Linked DNA regions of Muntiacus reevesi: region 1 is linked to region 2. A link is a contact called in public Hi-C data. All regions are on one chromosome and are shown on one strand. The core of a region is the stretch at or near the end of the contact, and the rest is flanking DNA. Distances in the headings are between cores, read along the strand shown. Region 1 holds the start of ZNF596 (zinc finger protein 596). Region 2 holds the start of RAB5A (RAB5A, member RAS oncogene family).

Region 1 (6,913 bases), core at 3,908-6,407, 280 kb before region 2:
TGAACTGCTATTTTCATAAAGGAAATATAGAAAATAAGATTTCCACATACAGAAATACAGACCCATATTTCACACAGAAAATACAAAAATCTGATTTTCTTAAATGGAAATATACACCCATAGGAAACACAGAAAATTTTATTTTCATATATGGAAATAGTTAGTTAGTTCAGTCAGTCATGTCTGACTCTTTTCGACCCCATGAGTTGAAGCACGCCAGGCCTCCCTGTCCATCACCATCTCCCAGAGCTTGCTCAAACTCAAGTCCACTGAGTCAGTGATATTATCCAACCATCTCATCCTGTCATCCCCTTCTCATCCCGCCTTCAATCTTTCCCAGCATCAGAGTCTTTTCAAATGAGTCAGCTCTTCACATCAGTTGGTCAAAGTATTGGAGTTTCAGCTTCAACATCAGTTCTTCCAATGAATATTCAGGACTGATTTCCTTTAGGATTGGTTGGATCTCCTCAAGTCTCCTCAAGGGACTCTCAAGAGTCTTCACCAACACCACAGTTAAAAAGCGTCAATTCTGCATTCAGCTTTCTTTATAGTCCAACTCTCACATCCATACATGACTACTGGAAAAACCATAGCCTTGACAAGACGGACCTTTGTTGGCAAAGCAATGTCTCTGCTTTTTAATATGCTATCTATGTTGGTCATAAACTTTTCTTCCAAGGAGTAAGTGTCTTTTTATTTCATGGATGCAGTCACCATCTGCTGTGAATTTGGAGCCTCCCAAAATAAAGTCTGTCACTATTTCCATTGTTTCCTCATCTATTTGCCATGAAGTGATGAGACCAGATGCCATGATCTTCGTTTTCTGAATGTTGAGCTTTAAGCCAACTTTTTCACTCTCCTCTTTCACTTTCATCAAGAGGTTCTTTAGTTTTTCACTTTCTGCCATAAGGGTGGTGTCATCTGCATATCTGAGGTTATTGATATTTCTCCCTGCAATCTTGATTCCAGCTTGTGCTTCCTCCAGCCCAGCGTTTCTCATGATGTACTCTGCATATAAATTAAATAAGCATGGTGACAATATAAAGCCTTGATGTACTTCTTTTCCTATTTGGAACCAGTCTGTTGTTGCATATCCAGTTCTAACTGTTGTTTCCTGACCTGCATACAGATTTCTCAAGAGGAAGCTCAGGTGGTCTGGTATGCCCATCTGTTGAAGAATTTTCCACAGTTTATTGTGATCCACACAGTCAAAGGCTTTGGCATAGTCAGTAAAGCAAAAATAGATGTTTCTCTGGAACTCTCTTGCTTTTCGATGATCCAGCAGATGCTGGCAATTTGATCTCTGGTTCCTCTGCCTTTTCTAAAACCAGCTTGAACATCTGGAAGTTCACAGTTCATGTATTGTTGAAGCCTGGCTTGGAGAATTTTGAGCATTACTTTGCTAGCATGTGAGATGAGTGCAGTTGTGCATTAGTTTGAGCATTCTTTGGCATTGCCTTTCTTTGGGATTGGAATGAAAACTGACCTTTTCCAGTCCCATGGCCACTGCTGAGTTTTCCTAATTTGCTGGCATATTGAGTGCAGCACTTTCACAACATCATCTTTTAGGATTTGAAATAGCTCAACTGAAAAAAAAAAAAAAAAAAGAAATAGCTCAACTGGAATTCCATCACCTCCACTAGCTTTGTTCGTAGTGATGCTTCCTAAGGCCCACTTGACTTCACATTCCAGGATGTCTGGCTTTAGGTGAGTGATCATACCATCATGATTATCTAGATCAAAAAGATCTTTTTTTGTACAGATCTTCCGTGTATTCTTGCCATCTCCTCTTCATATCTTCTGCTTCTGTTAGATCCCTACCATTTCTGTCCTTTATTGTGCTCATCTTTGCATGAAATATTCCCTTGGTATCTCTGATTTTCTTGCAGAGATCTATAATCTTTCCCATTCTATTGCTTTCTTCTATTTTTTTTTACTGTTTTTTTTTTATCATTTATTTTTATTAGTTGGAGGCTAATTACTTTACAATATTGTAGTGGTTTTTGTCATACATTGACATGAATCAGCCATGGATTTACATGTATTCCCCATCCCGATCCCCCCTCCCACCTCCCTCTCTACCCGATCCCTCTAGGTCTTCCCAGTGCACCAGGCCCAAGCACTTGTCTCATGCACCCAACCTGGGCTGGTGATCTGTTTCACCATAGATAATATACATGTTTCGATGCTGTTCTCTCGAAACATCCCACCCTCGCCTTCTCCCACAGAGTCCAAAAGTCTGTTCTGTACATCTGTGTCTCTTTTTCTGTTTTGCATATAGGGTTATCTTTACCATCTTTCTAAATTCTATAAATAAGTGTTAGTATACTGTAACGGTCTTTATCTTTCTGGCTTACTTCACTCTGTATAATGGGCTCCAGTTTCATCCATCTCATTCGAACTGGATCATTTCTTTGCAACGATCACTGAGGAAGACTTTCTTATCTCTCCTTGGTATTCTTTGGAACTCTGTATTTAAATGGGTATACCTTTCCTTTTCTCCTTTGCCTTTTGCTTTTCTTCTTTTCACAGCTGTTTGTAAGGCCTCCTCATACAACCATTTTGCTTTTTTGCATTTCTTTTTCTTGGGGATGGTCTTGATCCCTGCCTCCTGTACAAAGTCACAAACTTCCATATGTAGTTCTTCAGGCACTCAGTCTATCAGATCTAATCCCTAGAATTTATTTGTCACTTCCACTGTATAATCATAAGGGATTTGATTTAGGTCATACCTGAATGGTCTAGTGGTTTTCCCTACTTTCTTTAAGTCTGAATTTTGCTATAAGGAGTTCATGACCTGACCCACAGTCAGCTACCGGTCTTTCCCATTCTATTCAGCCTAAACTCTCTCACCCAATAAAAAATCCCACTGTACTGGTTCCTTTACCAGTGTTGACACAGCCCACCCCAGAATAAAATCTTCCTTATTTTGCTTTGCTGAGGAAAATTCAATTAAGAATTAAGAAGAAAAGAGGGAATTTTTATTGGAGCCATACTGAGGATTATAGACTTGGAAGCAGATTCTCAGAAAGCTCTGAGTCTGTTCTGCCTGTTAGAAATTGAGGGCATGGTCATATACATTTTTGAGACAAAGGATCATGCCTCAAAATAATACACTGATATTTTACAGAAAGTTCACCAAAGATACATAGCCAGGTAAACTCAAACATAGCAAGCAGCAAGTCACCACTGCCTCCTACAGAGCCAGAAAAGAACACTATTCTTTTAACAAGTTAAATCTACCCTGAATATTCATTGGAAGGACTGATGCTGAAGCTGAAGCTCCAATACTTTGGCCATTTGATTCCAAGAGCTGACTCCTTGGAGAAGACCCTGATGCTGGGACACATTGAGGGCAGAGGGAGAAGCAGGCATCAGAGGACTAGACGGTTGGATGGCATCACTGACTCAATGGACATGAGTTTGAGCAAACTCGGAGAGATAGTGAAGGACAAGGAAGCCTGGGGTGCTGCAGTCCATGGGGTCGCAAACAGACATAACTTAGTGACTGAAAGTGAAAGTGAAGTCTCTCAGTCGTGTCCTACTCTTTGCGATCCCAAGGACTGTAGCCTACCAGGTTCCTCCATCCATGGGATTTTCCAGGCAAGAATACTGGAGTGGGTTGCCATTTCCTTCTCCAGGGGATCTTCCTGACCCAGGGATACAAGTCTCCCACATTGTAGGCAGACTCTTTACCGTCTGAGCCACCAGCGAAGTCCAGCTTAGGGACTAAATAACAACAATTGCTAGCTTCAAAAGAAAAGGAAAAAAAGGCAATATTGTGGTTGAGCAGGCAATCTCATCTTTGAGGAGCTCTGGTTAATGTGCATGCAAACTCACAGGCACATTATGGAGGGAGAAGGCCCAAACAAACACAGATAATTTTATGTTTACAAATTTTATTTTACCAGCTTTAACAAATGTCACTGACATTTCTTCTTTAACACTATTTCCTGACATTTTCTGACAACATTATTTTCCAACAACATTTCCAACAAAGGTCCATCTAATCAAAGCTGTGGTTTATCCAATAGTCATGTATGGATGTGAGAGTTAGACCATAAAGAAAGCTGAGTGCCAAAGAATTGATATTTTTGAACTGTGGTGTTGGAGAAGACTCTTGAGAGTCTTTTGGACAGCAAGGAGATCCAACCACTCAATCCTAAAGGAAAGCAGTCCTGAATAGTCATTGGAAGGACTGATGCTGAAGCTCCAATACTTTGGTCACCTGATTCAAAGAACTGACTGGAAAAGACTCTGATGCTGGGAAAGACTGAAAGCAGGAGGAGCAGGGGACGACAGAGGATGAGATGGTTGATGGCATCACCAACTCAATAAACATGAGTTTGAGCAAGCTCCCGCAGTCGATGATGGACAGGGAGGCCTGGCATGCTGCAGTCCATGGGGTCGCAAAGGGTCGGACACGACTGAGCAACTGAACTGAACACTATTTCAGATGGCCGTGGGAATAAGGTCAATGTGAAAATACCGTATATTTAGAAATTAATGACTTGAATTAGGAGATTGTCCACACTATCATGGACATGATATGAAGTCCCCGGTGATGAGCCCAGGGCTCGTGCTGCCTCCCTGGTGAATGGGGACAGAAAGGGAAACCCTGTTCCTTTTGGTTTCCATCGCCAGCTCAGACCATTTCGAGCGCAGGGAGGGCAGGAACCGCAGGACCCAGCTGGGCCCAGCCAGGTCCCCGCCTGAGGCCGAGTCCTCACGGGAGTCTCCAGGAGCGAGAGGTGATTTCAACGTAACCCGTTTTCCACACGGTAACAGGGAAACATCCCAGCATTCACTAGGAAAGGCCTCACAACTGTCAGCTCCGATCTGGAGTAGCTCGAAACACTTGATCCCGAAGCCAGGAGGAAGCAGCCCCACCGCCCGCACAGCCAAAGACAGAAGACTGAGGTGTGTCAGCCCGCACCTGCGGATCAGGAACCGGCGGAGGGCAGGACGGGAAGGCTCGGCCGGAGGGCTCCAACCGCGCACGTAATGTTCACCGAGAGGACACGCCCCACGCCGCTCCAGCCTCCCTCCGCGCTCAGGACACGCCCACCCTGGGCGAGGCCTTCCGAGACTCCGCCCCACCCCGGCCCCACCGCCCCCTGACTAAGGCCACGCCCCCTTACGTAATTGCCCGCGGACCCGGAAGCGGATGTCGGGAGCGCAGGGCCTCTAGGGTGAGTGTGGTCCTGGGCACTTCTCGCGCTCCTCGGCTCCGCCCCACCTCTTCCTTCACACCAGGGCCCGAGTCCCTGCCGACGTCACAGACCCGCTCTCGCGCCGCTGGCCTGGAGACCCCTGAGACTCGCGATGCCGGGAGCTCCGCTGCCGGGTTCGAGTCGCGTCCGTTTCCGGATCCGGGGCCATTCCGGTCCGGCCTTCCGGCCTACGGTCTCTTCACGGGGTCCCGCCCCGAACCACGCTGTGTCAGGTCTCCACTCGCAACGTGAGCTCTCGCCCTCTGCGCCCCCCGGGGCCGCCCGGGACTCCGCGCCCTCCCGCGGCCCCGCGAATCCTCAGTCCCCCGTCTTCTCCAGAAGCGGCCCGGCCCCGCCGCTCGCTCCGCAGTCACCGCCTCAGTAAGGCCCCTGAGCCCCCTTGGGGAGGGCATCGGCCCTGTCCAGTGACGCCCCGTGACCTTCTGTCCCAAGTCCTATCTGCCGGCACGGGTATCGCTCCCTCACGGGACAGTGTCCTCCTGAGCAGAGCATCTTTGCTCCATTCCATGGGTGTCGAATGGGGCGGTGAGGCCGAGACTGAACCAGGAGACGGAAGAAGTAAAGGTGAGTGAGGACTTGAAAAGTAGAATAGAGGAGGGAGGGAGGTGGGTGCAGTGGAACTGGAGAGACAAAATACCGGTAAGAAAGGAAAGTGACTGAATAAGAAGCAACGTGTGTGAAGTGAGAAAATTGCTCAGTGTGTCCTACTCTTTGCGACCCCTTGGACTGTACAGATTCTCCCATGGGTAACCTTTCTCTTCTCCAGGTGATCTTCCCAACCCAGGGATCGAACTCAGGTCTCCCGCATTGCAAGCGGATTCTTTACCAGCTGACCCACCGCGGAAGCCGTAAGAGGCATTATGGTACATGAAAACAGACAAAAAGGAGATCAGTACGGAGATAGCCAAGGACAGAATGGAGGAGGGGACTTTCACTAGCAGTAGCAGTTGAGAAAAGTAAAAGGATAGGTTCCAGATTCATTCAGTTCAGTTCAGTTCAGTCGGTCGGTCGTCTCTGACTCTTTGCGACCCCATGGACCCCAGCACGCCAGGCCTCCCTGTCCATCACGAACTCCCGGAGTTTCCTCAAACTCATGTCCATGGAGTCGGTGATGCCATCCAACCATCTCATCCTCTAAAATTTTCCAAATTACTTTAAGTGTATTGTGTCAGATTCAGATCATGAGACCTCGGTCCTTTTCTTGTCATTATTATGTACTAAAAGTATTCTCTGGTGCTTAGTAAATAATTTGTACACTATTTCGGTGTGCACTTGGTAGGGATATTAATGACTTTTGTCTTAAAAGTCAGTACTAGGTAGTTTAAACAATTGGTCCATTGTTCAACAGCATTCTTTCTTCTGTATGTGAGTTTTTAATTTATTGGTCTGTGAGCTACAGTTTTCAACTACGCATATGCTCTCTTCAAATTTCCTTTATTTTTTTGTTTGTTTGGGAAATATTGAACGATAGACTGAATGATTCTAGAACTTTGTTCTCACAGATCTCATTTGTTCATGATGAGTACGTTACTCAGAGCTATTTTCATAGCTGAACTTTTGTGTTTCCCAATGCCATTACTTAAAAGTGTTCTTAATGTTATACTTTTTATATATTCATAGAATTGTATATTTCAATATCTATTGTGGAAAATAGAAATTAAATTGTTTTAATCAAGATG
Region 2 (7,418 bases), core at 4,031-6,530:
AAGAAAAACAAGTCCTGGTAGCCCGGTAGAGGAAATTGGACAGATGTTAAACAAAGTATAAACTTTGTCCTTCTGGTAAAAAAAAGTCCTGAAATAGATATGTAATCATTCTTCTTAAGGTTAATAACTGCTTCAAATAGCTTTAAAAAGAGGGCACTTATTTCGTCCATTTTGTGAATAACCAGTCCTTGACTACCAATGGCAACAAAGGGGAGCAGCCTCAGTACAGACGACTGAAGACACTGGTTATTTAACTCCTTTGAGTAAAGACAAGGCAGGGTACCCTTGATGGAACAGAGAAGGACTATGGTTTTTGAAAGAGGCCTAGTAGATTAATGTAACCAGCATACAACACTTGCAATTCTCAAACTGGAGTAGCTGACGAACAGCATGTTTTTAAATCCTACAAAAATATTTTTAAAGATATCAAGATTTCTGAATCAAAATAAAAAACTCATGTAAAGCGCTGTATTTCTGATGCTCATTCATTATAAAAAACAAAGTATTAACACTAAAATAGGATCACACTGTAACATGATATACAAACACTGGGGGTTGGCTGTCACTTGTTATATTGCTAGTCTATTAAATAGGAAATATCACTTATCTACTATATTTCCTATAGAAAACTCAGGAGATAGCAGAGTTCTGTAATTTATGTTAAAGGGATAATCTGAAATCATAAATATAATTCTCAGTGTATTTATTTGACATCATATACTCAATGCACAGCATAAGTTATGCTTCTGAAAGATGGACTCCCAAGAAGTTGCTACATGCCAAAGAGTATCTGCCTTATGTATTTCAAAAGTAAAAAAAAAAGTATTTGACTTTTTAAAACATGAGGTTAAAAATATATTCGTCAACACCTGAAAAAATATGGTCCTGCTTATTACACACCTCTTGCAAAGCAGTGTGAATCTTATAGCTGTGTGATTCCTCTGACATTACCTAATTCAAAAGCTTCATCTGACACATTAAGCAGGACCAAAAAGGGCTTTGCCCCACCGCTATACACAGCTACAGATCTCTCTAAGTTCAGGGATCTCACTTCTTATCTTCTTTTCCCAGTATGCCACTGCTGGCTATCTCCTCTTGGTCCCACACCTTCCTTCCCCTCTGAACACCGTCCCTATAAGCAGTCTTGATGCCACCTCTTTCCCCTTTTCTTTCACTTTCTCTCCAGGTCCCATTTCCCTTTCATGTCCCTCTTCATTAATCACTCACTTCTCCTCCCTCACGCTAGGAACATTCTTAAACATGTTTAATAAAATGTAACTAATTTTGCAAATCAGTGTAATTTGTAAATAGTCCAGTTATTTAGAATTTTAATGGTAACTCTTTTACTCTTTACTTTTACTATTTTCACCATTCATTCTAAAGCCAACACAATTCAGCAGACGTGATAATTTGAAAACGCTTTTAAACATTATCAAGAAAGATACCAATCAAATCTGAGACTTGGGACACTGATTCTACTCATATTTGCATCTGTATTTTATCATCTTGGAGACAGCCAGGAAGTCAAAATATTAAAACACATTATCTTATCAAAAATCAAGCTATAAAGCTTGAGTCTGCAGCTCAGCTCTTTTATTCACTCTGTGACCTATTTAGGTACCCATCATTATACAATCATAACTGCAACACCTTATTTGTCAATGTATGAGTCAATTAAATGAAGAAAGGGTAAAAGAAAATCTCACCCCCGATGGTACTCTCTTGAAATTCATGAAACTGGCCCTTCACAAAACGAAGCACAAGGCTCGATTTGCCAACAGCAGACTCTCCCAGAAGTACTAGTTTGAACTGGCATATTTTATTTCCAGTATTTGGCCCGTTGGGTCTTGTTGCGCCTCGATTAGCCATGTCCAAATTTGAAAGAAGTCCCTAATTTCAGTTTCTTAAATGAACTTCCAGGATGCAAGGTGTCAATTCTTTTCTTTCTGGAGGTAAAGAAACCTGTAAAAAAAACAAATATAAAGTAATTAAGAATACAAATCAGCAAAACAAAGCAAACCTCATATTATCACTTTAAAATTTTGCCTGTAACACATTAATACATGACAATTATAACCTCTATTGGACACTGTCATTTAATTCACTGCCTTGATTAATAAGTAAAGGCACGAGCTTTGACCCTAAAATCATACTGTAATTTTTAAGGCTCTGTAAACATTTTAAACCTAACCTTTATTAAAGACTCAATTTTGTGCTAGATGGTTTTAATTATTTAACATAGCCACTCAACAATCCTATAAAGTTGCCTATTCCAATCCTTAAAAAATAAGGAAACAGGCACAGAAAGGTTAGCTAACTTGACTAAGGTCACACAGTTACTGTGAGAGAGCTTCAACAGAACTGAGTTTCAACCCATGCAACCTGAAAGGTGACTAGTTCTGGTTCTGGAACTCAACTACTTAGGTTAAAACGGTTTTGAGTAAAATTAAGTCAATTAAGGGAAAAATCTTAGAACAGAGCTTAAAACAGTAAGTTCAATAAAAGTCAGCCACTATTATTTGAAGGCTCCTTTTAAATGGCACATGCTTTTTATTGAATGGTATCTTTGGAGCAACAAATATTTTAAGTAGATCTATTTCTGGTGGCTAAAGGATTTAATACTGTATTCTCATGTTCTAAAATACATCATTCGTGGAAGTGTCAACAGCGGTTCTCCGGATAGTGAGTGAATTAGTGTCTTATTTACTTCTACTCTTCTGTAGTTTTGGGGCTAACAATTAAACGTGTCATTATTTTCTATTTAACACGCTTACAAAAAACTAGCCTAAAGCTAAACTTCTAAGTCTTCTTTTATCATTTAATAATGATAATTCTCAAAGTAATCAGCAAACTTTTAAAAAATTATTTTCTAAGCTACTCACAAATCAACTATAATAGCTTTCTTCTACTTTTAATCAAAATCTGACCATGTGCTAATAACATTAAATATGACGATTCTCCTTCTCAAGTCACTGTTGGATTTCATTTAGATACCTCCTAAGAAATCTGTCTCACCCATGAAATGAGTTTATACAAGAATCTCCCTTAACAGTGAACTCATTAATAAACGTATCTATGAGATCATACATCCAAGACAATAAAATCACCTCTACTTTATCTAAACGGCAGTGTTGAAGACCTCTTATCTTTCAGTAATACATACTGTACCTAAAATATTTACAAATGAAATAATAGATCTGAGTTGCTCCCAAACAATGGGGATATAAATAAAACAAGATAACTGAAGCTAGTTGATGGGTTCATTATACTATTCTTCCTACTTCTGCATAAAGAATTTTCTGTGATTAAAAAAATGCTCCAATCTCACATCTATCCTCCCACCACTCCCAAACATACTACATTTGGGGATCTAATTCGATATAGCTGTACTAATTTCTGTTGGAGCAAGTGCTTTCATTTCAAGCTCTCTACTCCAGAATATCCAATTTTCATAACTGCTGTGAGAATTAAGAGAATATATACGTAAAATATTTCTGATACAGTGGTCAACACATAGCAGCGATTGAAAATAGGCAATTAAAGTGCCCCTTTGATGAAATAATGACCAAATATCAACAAAATGTCATGTAAACTGAAAATGTACCAACAAACCTTCACACATTACACACAACAGCAACTGAAACACTTCCCAACTATTACCTACAAAACAGCAAACTGAGTTACTCATCAAGGACAACATGCTCTGAATTCCTATAGTGCTCCTGAAATTTCAGGGAAAACACCAGATGCTCATTAAAGGGGAAAAAAAAATTTAGCTTTGGTTATAGTTCCCTCCAAAGGCCTCCAACAAAAATATTAACTAAATCTAATTATGAATATAAATAGCACTACATTAAGGTTAAAAGTTATATTCTGTAATATTCATTACAAACTTTTGTGTTCCAAAACCAAAGATTTTGCAGAAAATGCATTTTAAATCTTTTGAAAATAACTGCTATTCTGTAGTTAAAGTCCTTCTGGGTGCTCTTTGATTAAAATTGAATTCATAACATCAGCTAACATTTACTAGGCACTTATTTTTTGCCAATCACCATTCCACGAATTAGGCTTACAGCAACCTTAAGAAGCTCTTATGATCCCCATTTTATATTAAGAATTAAGTTTCTGAACTGCCAAGAATTATCGCAGTGGTGTCCATGTGGTTGTTTTCCCCCACTAGTTATATGAAAGGCAACTGATTGGACACTTAGGCTTCACTTCAGCAAAAGACAAAAACCAATGTGAATTATGACGTTCAGAGCTTAAAAAGTCTGCAAGTCTTCAGAGAGCAGCCAGTTTGCAGGGAGGCGAACAGCAGAGCACGTTCAAAGGGCTCTACCGTCTGACGGCTTCGGCGGCCTAGCTGTGTCAGGTTGTTTTCAGGCTCTTCACCTGAAACACCACCTTCCAGAGCGAAGACAAGAGTCCCCAGACAGCCGGGCTCCCCGGGCCGCCGCCTCCCTCCATTACCCGGCTCGGGGAGCCGGGGTGGGCGGAGCTCCCCGAATTCACACCTGCCAGAGGCCCAGGTTCCTCCTCGGGGAACACAGGAGCCACCCGCAGCAGCTCCGACCGGCCAGTAGGCAGGCCCACCGGCCCGCGCGCATCCCTACTGCCTCTTCCCCGAACCCGGCCCGACTCCGGCTGCGGACACCCCACCCGGCTGCCGGGACAGGGCAGAGGCGCCGCGGCCTCCGGGCCGCTCTCGCGGCGCCATCTTGAGAAGGGAACGGGGTGACACCCGCCGCTCCCTCGGCCGGTCGCCAAACCCTGGCCTCCGGGGCCCCTTCAGAGGGCCACCGGAGCCGCCGGGCCGAGACACCACGTCCGGCGGCTCTCCGGTTCGGGGCTCCGGCGCGAGCAGGAAGGCTGGGGGCCCCTGTGACGGTGGGGCCCGCGGACCACCGGGGCTCTGACCCGCTTCGCGGGCGGAAGGCCGGCGGGGCTACCTGGGCTCGCAGCGCGCTAAGCCGCGGCGCCGAAGCTCCGGCTGCAGGTTCCAGGCGTAGCCCAAGCGGGGCCTGAAGCGGCGGCGGCGCGTCCTCCAGTCGCGCCGCTCCCCTCAGACTGGACGGTGCGGGGATCTCGCCGCGGTGCCGCCCCCGTCGGGCTCCGTCCCCGCCTCTCTCCGCTCCGCCTTCCTCTTTCCTTTCTCCTCCTCCTCCTCCGCAGCCGCCGCCCGGCGCTCGAGCTCCCACTGATTCTTCCTCCTCCTCCCTCCTCCCCTCAGGCCCGCCGCCGGCGCCTCCGCAAACCAAAACACAAACACTCCAGTCTCAGCGCGAAAGCCACTTCCGCCGCCGGGCGCCGGCCTCGCCGCCACGTCGCCGCACGTAGCGAGGCGCGCCCCTCCGTCACTTCCGCCGTCGCCCGCCCGCCCGCTCCGTCCGCGCCCCCGCCGGCTCCCAGAGCCCTTCCTGGCGGGGCGGGGCCGCATGGGGTCACGTGACCCCCGCCCGCCGTGGGGCGGGTCCAGCCGCGGGCCACCTCCCAGCCCCTGCGGCCCCTGCGCGCGCAGCCCCGCCCTCGCCCGCACCATTGTTCGCCTGGCGGCTTGGGGCGCCTTCAGGCCGAGGGCTGGGAACGGCAGCGAGGGGTTCTTTAGCTGCTCTGCTCTCGGGGGCACCCTGGAGAGTTCGGGCCGACGTAGGGCTGTCACTGTTGGCGCGGTGTCCCCCGCCCCTTACCCTGCACCACCGACTCTGCTAGCTCGGTAGACTTTTCTGGCAGAGAGAGGCTCCTGACGCGCGACCTTGGGGGTGGATGGGTGGGTGAAGGCTGGTGAGGGGCGTTTACTCCGGGGAGGAGGGTGTGACCCAGAGGCGTCTTTAGGCGGGGAGGTCTTCCCTAATAATCTGCTTCTCCCGAGAGTTTTACCAGTTTGGGGTGGAGAAGGGCACATTATGAAATAATAGGTAGCTTTTACAGAGAATTTCCTGTCATGGGTTAGTGTTTGTACTAAATTCTTCACAGGAATCAATCCATTTTTCTTCCTACGCTAGGAGGCTTTCACTCTGAGACTATTCCAACTTCCTCCATTGGAATATGACCTCCACAGAGTGGTCTCGCTGCTGTCTAGCACAGTGACTGACAGCCTGGAAGTCTTCAGTCCTGTTTGTGGAATTCGTAAATGTGCCCTGCCTGTTTAACTGGTAAAGAATTCAAGACACGGAGATTGTGTAACTTGTCCAGAATCGCGGCGGAGTAGGTGCTGAAATCGTCTTTAAATTGCAGACTGGCTCGGAACCTGAGTTCCTAAGCACAGTTCGGTTAAAGAACCCAAGACATTCATTAGCTTCCTTTGCAGGAAGTTAGAGAACTAACATGTTTGCCAGGAGGGAAGGTTGGAGGGAGGGGATAGGGAGTTTGGAATGGACATGTACACACTGCTGTATTTTATTTTATTTTATTTTTTATTAGTTGGAGGCTAATTACTTCACAACATTTCAGTGGGTTTTCTCATACATTGATATGAATCAGCCATAGAGTTACACGTATTCCCCATCCCGATCCCCCCTCCCACCTCCCGATTCCTCTGGGTCTTCCCAGTGCACCAGGCCCGAGCACTTGTCTCATGCATCCCACCTGGGCTGGTGATCTCTTTCACCATAGATAATATACATGCTGTTCTTTCAAAACATCCCACCCTCACCTTCTCCCACAGAGTTCAAAAGTCTGTTCTGTACTTCTGTGTCTCTTTTTCTGTTTTGCATATAGTGTCTTTCTAAATTCCGTATATATGTGTTAGTATGCTGTACTGGTCTTTATCTTTCTGGCTTACTTCACTCTGTATAATGGGCTCCAGTTTCATCCATCTCATTAGAACTGATTCAAATGAATTCTTTTTAACGGCTGAGTAATATTCCATGGTGTATATGTATCACAGCTTCCTTATCCATTCATCTGCTGATGGGCATCTAGGCTGCTTCCATGTCCTGGCTATTACTGCTGTATTTTAAACGCATAACCAACAAGCACCTACTGTGTAGTCCAGGGAGCTCTGCTCAATGTAAAATGCAGCCCCGCTAGGAGGGGAGTTGGAGGAGAATGTGTGTTCGCCATTGAGTGCTGTCAGGCTTTTTGAAACGCCAGGGACTGTAACCTGCCAGGCTTCTCTCCATGGAATGTTCCAGGCAAGGGTACTGGAGAAGGTTGCCATTTCCTACTCCAGGGTCTCTTCTGGACCCGGGGATCAAATACGAATTTCTTGCATCTCCTGCATTGGCAGGTGGATTCTTCACCACTGTGACACCTGAGAAGCCACTCAGGGGAGAATGGATACACATATTTGTATGGCTGAGTCCCACTTGAAACTATCACAAACAATGTTAATTGGCAATACTCCAATATAAAATAAAAAGTTAAAAACTGTTTCACTACAATCTCAGACACCAGGCAGTCTGGGCATCTGAAACCAA

The links. Hi-C and Micro-C count contacts between places; a contact is called where the count stands out from the background.
Region 1: a contact with region 2 is called in a Hi-C map of blood, with 2.3 times the contacts expected there. The contact joins the promoter of ZNF596 here to the promoter of RAB5A in region 2. A contact is called at or near these places in 2 of 3 Hi-C or Micro-C datasets (blood and muscle).

The regions. Positions count from the first base shown.
Region 1 is chr8:36,292,355-36,299,267 of mMunRee1.1, reverse strand. ZNF596 (zinc finger protein 596) reads left to right here and starts at 5,157. Exons shown (of 9, transcript XM_065942599.1): 1 at 5,157-5,798; 2 at 6,001-6,097.
Region 2 is chr8:36,016,345-36,023,762 of mMunRee1.1, reverse strand. RAB5A (RAB5A, member RAS oncogene family) reads right to left here and starts at 5,280. Exons shown (of 6, transcript XM_065942929.1): 1 at 4,950-5,280; 2 at 1,707-1,962. The coding sequence starts at 1,869.